2 separate regions of the Mus musculus genome follow, and region 2 is linked to region 1. The links are chromatin contacts, called in public targeted proximity ligation maps. All regions are on one chromosome and are shown on one strand. The core of a region is the stretch at or near the end of the contact, and the rest is flanking DNA. Distances in the headings are between cores, read along the strand shown. Region 1 overlaps Nrxn2 (neurexin II). Region 2 holds the start of Vegfb (vascular endothelial growth factor B).

Evidence for each region.
Region 2: a targeted proximity ligation map of forebrain shows a contact between it and region 1, with 2.9 times the contacts expected there. A contact is called at or near these places in 10 of 39 promoter capture datasets (the 3T3-L1 cell line, the C10 cell line, cranial neural crest and 5 more) and 8 of 130 datasets of targeted methods (bone marrow-derived macrophages, craniofacial prominence, embryonic forebrain and 5 more).

What each region holds. Positions count from the first base shown.
Region 1 is chr19:6,444,656-6,447,975 of GRCm38.p6, reverse strand. All of the region lies in intron 3 of Nrxn2 (neurexin II), which reads right to left. Among named protein-coding and RNA genes, the nearest start is that of Gm14965, 28 kb to the right of the region's middle.
Region 2 is chr19:6,985,790-6,988,907 of GRCm38.p6, reverse strand. It overlaps Vegfb (vascular endothelial growth factor B), which reads left to right and starts at 1,257. Exons shown (of 7, transcript NM_001185164.1): 1 at 1,257-1,556; 2 at 2,092-2,134; 3 at 2,422-2,618; 4 at 2,814-2,887; 5 at 3,068-3,103. The coding sequence starts at 1,497. Dnajc4 (DnaJ heat shock protein family (Hsp40) member C4) reads left to right here. Exons shown (of 7, transcript NM_001357001.1): 6 at 633-719; 7 at 800-997. The coding sequence ends at 911.

The DNA of each region.
Region 1 (3,320 bases), core at 511-3,010:
GGCGTTGCTGCAGGGGAGGGGAGAGAATTTTTTGGTTTCTTATTTTTTTTTCTTCTTGCCGGAAAAAAAAAAGAGAAAAGGAAAAGGAAAGGGAAGCAGCATGGCGCGGGGCGGCGCGAAGCGGCCTTTCCCTTTTCCTTTTTCCTTTTTTCTTTTTTTCTTTTCTTTTTTTTTTTTCTTCCAGGAGGTGGAGAAAAAAAAAAAAAACGGTCAACGAGAAAAAAACAATTCGGATGGAGGAGAAAATAAAACACAACACAAAAATCAGAGCCACCTGGAGAGAGAGAGAGTGTCCCGTTAGAGTGGGATTGAGTGGGCAAGGGGACGCCAGCCATCACATGCACACACACACACACACACACACACACATGCACACACACACACATGTACACACACATGCATACACATGTGCACGCGCACACACACCAGGGGTCTGCATAACCTTGCGGGAAAGTGGGTAGTATAGAAACCTGGGCCTTAAAGGAAACCTCCAGACTGGGACTTAGAAAAGCCTCCTCTACAGCCCTAACTCTTCCAGCTGCCCATTCCAGCCACGCATGGAGAGAGCAGGTTCCAAAAGAAAACCTGCTTGTTTCTGAGAACTAGGGAAGCTGGAAGAAGGCATCTGCACCTATGGAAACCCTGGATCAAAAGATGCTGTGATTCTTTCAGAATCTGGGAATCTAGAAACTGTGCCTTCGGACAGCCAAGACCCCTGGGCAAGAGGCCAAGCACTCTGAAAGATCCAAACCCTTCCTGCCTAAATGACGCTACGGGTCCCCTTTCCCTGGCCAGGCCCTTGCTGAGGACAATTTAGCCCAGTGAGCAAGCCCTGGCAACCCTAACCTTCTTCAACCTGAGTCATTCCAGAATGAGCCACACCAGGCCTCCAGGCCCCAGAGAGACTGACAGCACCAGACCAGCGACAGAACTGATTCTCCTGGATCCCTGAGATGACCAACTAGCCCTACCCAACCCCTGCTCCCTGCCCAACCCCAGCCCTACCTCCCTGCTGTGGAGTCTGGCAAAGAGGGCTGGGGAGGAACAGTCTGCTGTCAGTAAATCATCCCAGCTCCTGTGGCATGAGATGCTAGACCTTGAGCCGGAAACTGAAGCCAGTGTGGAGATCAAAGAGCTGCAAGTATCTCTGGGGCACAGAGAGGACCAGGGTAGCCAGTGCCCAGGAGCCGAGGAGGCTGGGAAGGGCTTGGGCCCTGGGGAAAACAGAGCCATGTGGCTCCCGGCAGCTTCCTCTCCATCTCCATTGGTGTCTTCTTCCTTTATCTCACCTCTAGGTCGGAGGCTAGCTTGAGGGAGGAGGCCACAGTAACTGGGGCAGCATCAGGACAACACAGTTCTCAGGACACAGGATTTATTCAAAGCACTGGGAGGGTCTCCAGCTTTTTGGCTGTCTTTATACTCCTTGCTTCAAATAGTTCCTACCCTGCCACTCACGCTTAGACTACAAAATTCCAGCACCCCACTTCTAAACCTCAGGCCCCAAACCCTCCTCCCACTCTGCCTGTCAGCAGCAGCCTTGCCCTGAGGCCTTACTCTTAGAAATCCAGGCTTCTGTTGCCCTCAGTCCAGTGTTCGAGGGCCCATGGATTCAGTTTTTTGTCCTCTGCCCCCACCAGCACCTACAGCCCCTTAGGCCTGACTCCTGCTGGAGGAAGCCACACAGCTACCCTCAAGACCCTTCCGCTGCCCAGCTCTCTGCCAGCCTCATTAGCATGCGGCACTCTCCCTCTGTCACCAAGGCAACCAGCTGCTCAGCTCCCTCAGGCGTGACAGCACCAGCCATCTTGGTGAGGGGAGACCCGTTCCCTTCCTGTCTACTCCTGGCTCATCCTCAGATGACCGGATGACAGAGGCATCCCTCCCTACAACCTGTCTCCTCTCCCATCCCAATTATAGCTTGCTCTTTGTACCCTGGCCCCAGTACCCCTGGGGTGCTCTCTCCCCCATGACTACCTGTGGCATCCTGCCCCTCCTTCCACTCCTCCTACAGGCTGGCAGTGACGAACGTCAATGCCAAAGGCCCTCCCTTGGGTATTCTGTTTGGCTAATCTGGGTCTCCTCTCCTTGCTCGGAAGAGATTAAGGAAAGAATGGAGGCGCTCAGGGCACTGCATGGCAGGATACCTGGGTTCCTAGAGGAAGCCAACCCTTAGGCCTAGCATCCCAGCATGAAGGGACAGAGAAGGGGAGGCACAGAGAACCTCCAAGAGATCTGAAGAGGGACCTCAGGGAGGTCCAGCTGAGCCTGTGTCCTCACTTGCAGTCTCACCCCTGACTTGCACCCAGATCCCAGGACAACAGCCATGGAAAGAAAAAGATGGCAAAATTAAGAGACACAGACAGACATGCACAAGGACACACAGAAGGACCACATTCCTACCTGTGTACACACACACACCATATACACCCTGCACTATTGCTGATATTCAGGCCCACATCCATACCAGCAGGTTACCAGGACACCTCACACAGAGCTCATTCCCTGGTCTCCAAAGCTGACCTTCCCTTGATCTTCTCATGCCTTTCTCTCCTCTCCCTGCTCCAAGTTCCTTCTCTGCAGCCTCTGCCCTTCCCTCTCAGCCAGGCCTTCCCTGCTAAGCTCCTCTCCTTTCTCTCCTTTCTCTCCTTTCTCTCCTCTCCTCCCCCTCTCTCTCCCTCTCCCTCCCTCCCTCTCCCTCTCTCCCCCCTCTCTCCCCCCAGCTCTTTTTAATCCCACCACTTGCTCCTCTCCCTGTCTCTGTGCCCCCTCCTCCTCCCAAGCCTCTCCTCTCCCTTGTCTTTACTCTCTCCCTCCATCCATCTCTCCCTTTATTCCAGAGGAGACATCTAGAGCAAGTTAAAGTCACTAAATCTTATCTCCAGCCCTCAGAAGGCTGTGTCCACCCAGATGTGCAGGCTCTCTCCTTCTCTCTCCTTCTCTCTCACATGCATACTGGGTAAACAGTGACACACAGAGATGCAAACACACAAAGCTCTGGTGGTTCCTCCAGAGACACATGGACACACGCCACTCCATGGACAAAATAATAAGCTGGTGCCCAGCACGCCCACACAGACAGCCAAGCCAAGAGAAGATGTGCACACACAAACACAGATGCAGACACAGACACTAGGTCACCCGAGGAGACCCGAAGAGAAGAAACAGACGAGGTAAGCTGAGGATACCACAAGGAAAACGGGTTCCACTTATACCCAGACCTGTAGCCCTCACTGCCTGTCCTTCCCAGGACTCACACATCCTTGGAGTCTCTGTGCTCTTCCCAGAAGGGCCAGGCCCAGGGGTCTTAGAGTGCATCCTAC
Region 2 (3,118 bases), core at 8-2,507, 540 kb before region 1:
ATGGAGTTTGAGGCTAGCCTAGGCTACATTAAACTGTGTCTCAATATAGAAAGAAAGAGGGCCAGGCAGTGGTGGTGCACGCCTTTAATCCCAGCACTTGGGGGGCAAAGGCAGGTGGATTTCTGAGTTCGAGGCCAGCCTGGTCTACAAAGTGAGTTCCAGGACAGCCAAGGCTATACAGAGAAAACCTGTCTCAAAAAACCATAAAAAAAAATAAAAGAAAAGAAAGAAAGAGCGAGGAAGGACAAGTGCCGTATAACAGTGACAGTCCATGGTAGCTGCCAGGACCTCACCATACACTCGAATGCATGCTGTCATACCAGTTTTCTGTGGCATAGAAACCCAAAGGATGGAGCCCATTGTCCGTAGTATCTAGCAATGGAGATTACCTAAATATGCCCCCTTTCTAGTCTTCTGGGAGAGGCAACCTGATTTCAGAGCTGTTTCACCAACCTTCTTCACAGGACAGCCAGTGACTTAGGGTGCCACCTAGTTCTGGGACTTGGGCCACTTGGTGTCTGTTATAGAGAGAGATGTAAAGTTGTGTGAGAGATGCTAGAACCTGGTCAAGGACCAGGGTTTGAGGGACACCAGAGTTCGGAGACTCGGAGTTAACTGCAATTCCTTCACAGGAAGCTGGAGCAGGTGCATCGCAGCTTCATGGATGAAAAGGACCGGATCATTACAGCCATCTACAATGACACTCGGGCCAGGGCCAGGTCTGTCACTGCTCTGACTTTGCTTCCTGCTTCAGCACCACCCTCCAGGATGTCTGTCCTGATCCTGTTTTTCTTTCCAGGGCCAACAGAGCCAGGATTCAGCAGGAGCGCCAGCAGAGGCAGCAGCCTCGGGCAGAACCCTCCCTGCCTCCAGAAAGCTCCAGGATCATGCCCCAGGACACAAGCCCCTGAGAGGCTTAACTAAATGGGACCTTCATTGGTCCTCTCCCTGCTGCCTGTCCAGAACTACACGTGCAATAAACTCATTTTCAGACGCCTGTCCGATTCGGTCCTTCAGGTCACGCATCTCCTCACCCCTCCCCTCGTGAGGCAGCGACCCCCGGAGCTCGGCCTCCAGGGCGGTGTGTCCCCTTTCCCCTGCAGCGGCGGGAGGGGGCGTTTGGAGGGGACCGGCTCCGCCCCCGCCCCGCCTCCGCCCGCGGCCCGGTGGGGAGCGCGTGTTTAGGTCACATGAGCCTCTTGCCCGCCAGCCCCGGCCAGGCCCCCTGCCACCCCCCGCCGTCCCCGTTGCCCGCCGTCCCGGCCACCACCGCCGCCACTACAGGCCGCCTGCCTGTCTTGTTCCTCAGGCCGTCGCTGCGGCGCTGCGTTGCGCTGCCTGCGCCCAGGGCTCGGGAGGGGGCCGCGGAGGAGCCGCCCCCTGCGCCCCGCCCCGGGTCCCCGGGCCCGCGCCATGGGGCTCTGGCTGCCGCCGCCCCCCACGCCGCCGGGCTAGGGCCATGCGGGCGCTCCCGGCGCTCGCCCCCCGCGGGCACCATGAGCCCCCTGCTCCGTCGCCTGCTGCTTGTTGCACTGCTGCAGCTGGCTCGCACCCAGGTACGTGCGTCCGCGACATCCCGCTCGCTAGCTCGCCCGCCCGCCCGCGGTGCCCTCTCAAGGTTGGCGGAAGTGGGGAGGCGCCTGCTACCTCTGTCGAGGGGATCCTCAGTTCAAACCGGGAATATCCCTTAAGAGGTGCCCCTTGGCGAAGGCCCGCTAGTCCTAGCCCATGCCCCTGGGGCCACTCCCCCACCTCACCCCATCCCCTGGGCGGTTGTAGGGCGGAGCTGCCTCCGTGCCCTCCGAACCTCGTTTGTCTCCCACTATCCTGGCTCCTGACCTAAAACAAGCCCAGCGCTAAGGCTTGGGCTTTAGTACCATTCCCAGAGTATGCCTGGTGGGTCTTGGGCCAGGGAAAGTACCAGATGTCTGAGTATACAAGAAAAATTAGAACCAAGGTCTTGGGAACAGAATAAATCTGGAAAGGTGTCAGAAAGGCGCAGAAGCCTGACTCAAGGACGGAGCCCTTACATAGCCACAGGGCCAGCCCTTTTAGAGTGCATCTTGGGCCCAGGTATCTTCTTTCCCACAGGCCCCTGTGTCCCAGTTTGATGGCCCCAGCCACCAGAAGAAAGGTAATAATAGTTAACAATAACTTGCCACCAGCCAGTACTAAGAGGGGTTAGCACTTGCTCTGATTTCATATCCCTTATCTTGCGTGATCCCAACTCCTTTGGGCGATACCATTCCATAGAGGAAGAAACTGAGGCAGAGGGCTTAATCATTTCTTGAGAAACAAGGCAGAGAAAGACAGGTTTAAAAGATGGTTGGGGTGGTGGTGATAGGGTATCAGAGAGGCTACATGCTCAGAGGAGCTTCAGGAGACCTGATAAGAACTTAATCCATCTGGGTCTGCCCACAGTGGTGCCATGGATAGACGTTTATGCACGTGCCACATGCCAGCCCAGGGAGGTGGTGGTGCCTCTGAGCATGGAACTCATGGGCAATGTGGTCAAACAACTAGTGCCCAGCTGTGTGACTGTGCAGCGCTGTGGTGGCTGCTGCCCTGACGATGGCCTGGAATGTGTGCCCACTGGGCAACACCAAGTCCGAATGCAGGTACCAGGGCCTATGGGTCAGGTGTGTTGATGGGACAGTGATGTCCTATGGGCTGGGCCAACCCAGGGAGGGGCGTGCTGGAGGTGGGAATTTCTGGTCATTCTTTCTCTAGCCTATCTAGTATCCCCTTCCTCTGTCTTTTTCTGGCCCTGCCCCCCACCACTCACTGTCTCTTCCTCGTTCTCCTGAGCACAGATCCTCATGATCCAGTACCCGAGCAGTCAGCTGGGGGAGATGTCCCTGGAAGAACACAGCCAATGTGAATGCAGGTGCCAGCCAGGTCCAGGTCACAAAGTGTAGCATGGGGTGGGGGTACCAGGCATGGGCTTGTACCTTACTTAGTAGGGACCAGGTGACTGAGAGTAGAGCCAGAAGTAGTAGGCATGGATCCTGGGGCAAGAGTGCAGGAGGCTTGGGTTTCTTTAATCTTTCTCTCTCTCTCTTTTCAGACCAAAAAAAAAGGAGAGTGCTGTGAAGCCAGACAGGTGAGTTTTTGGGAT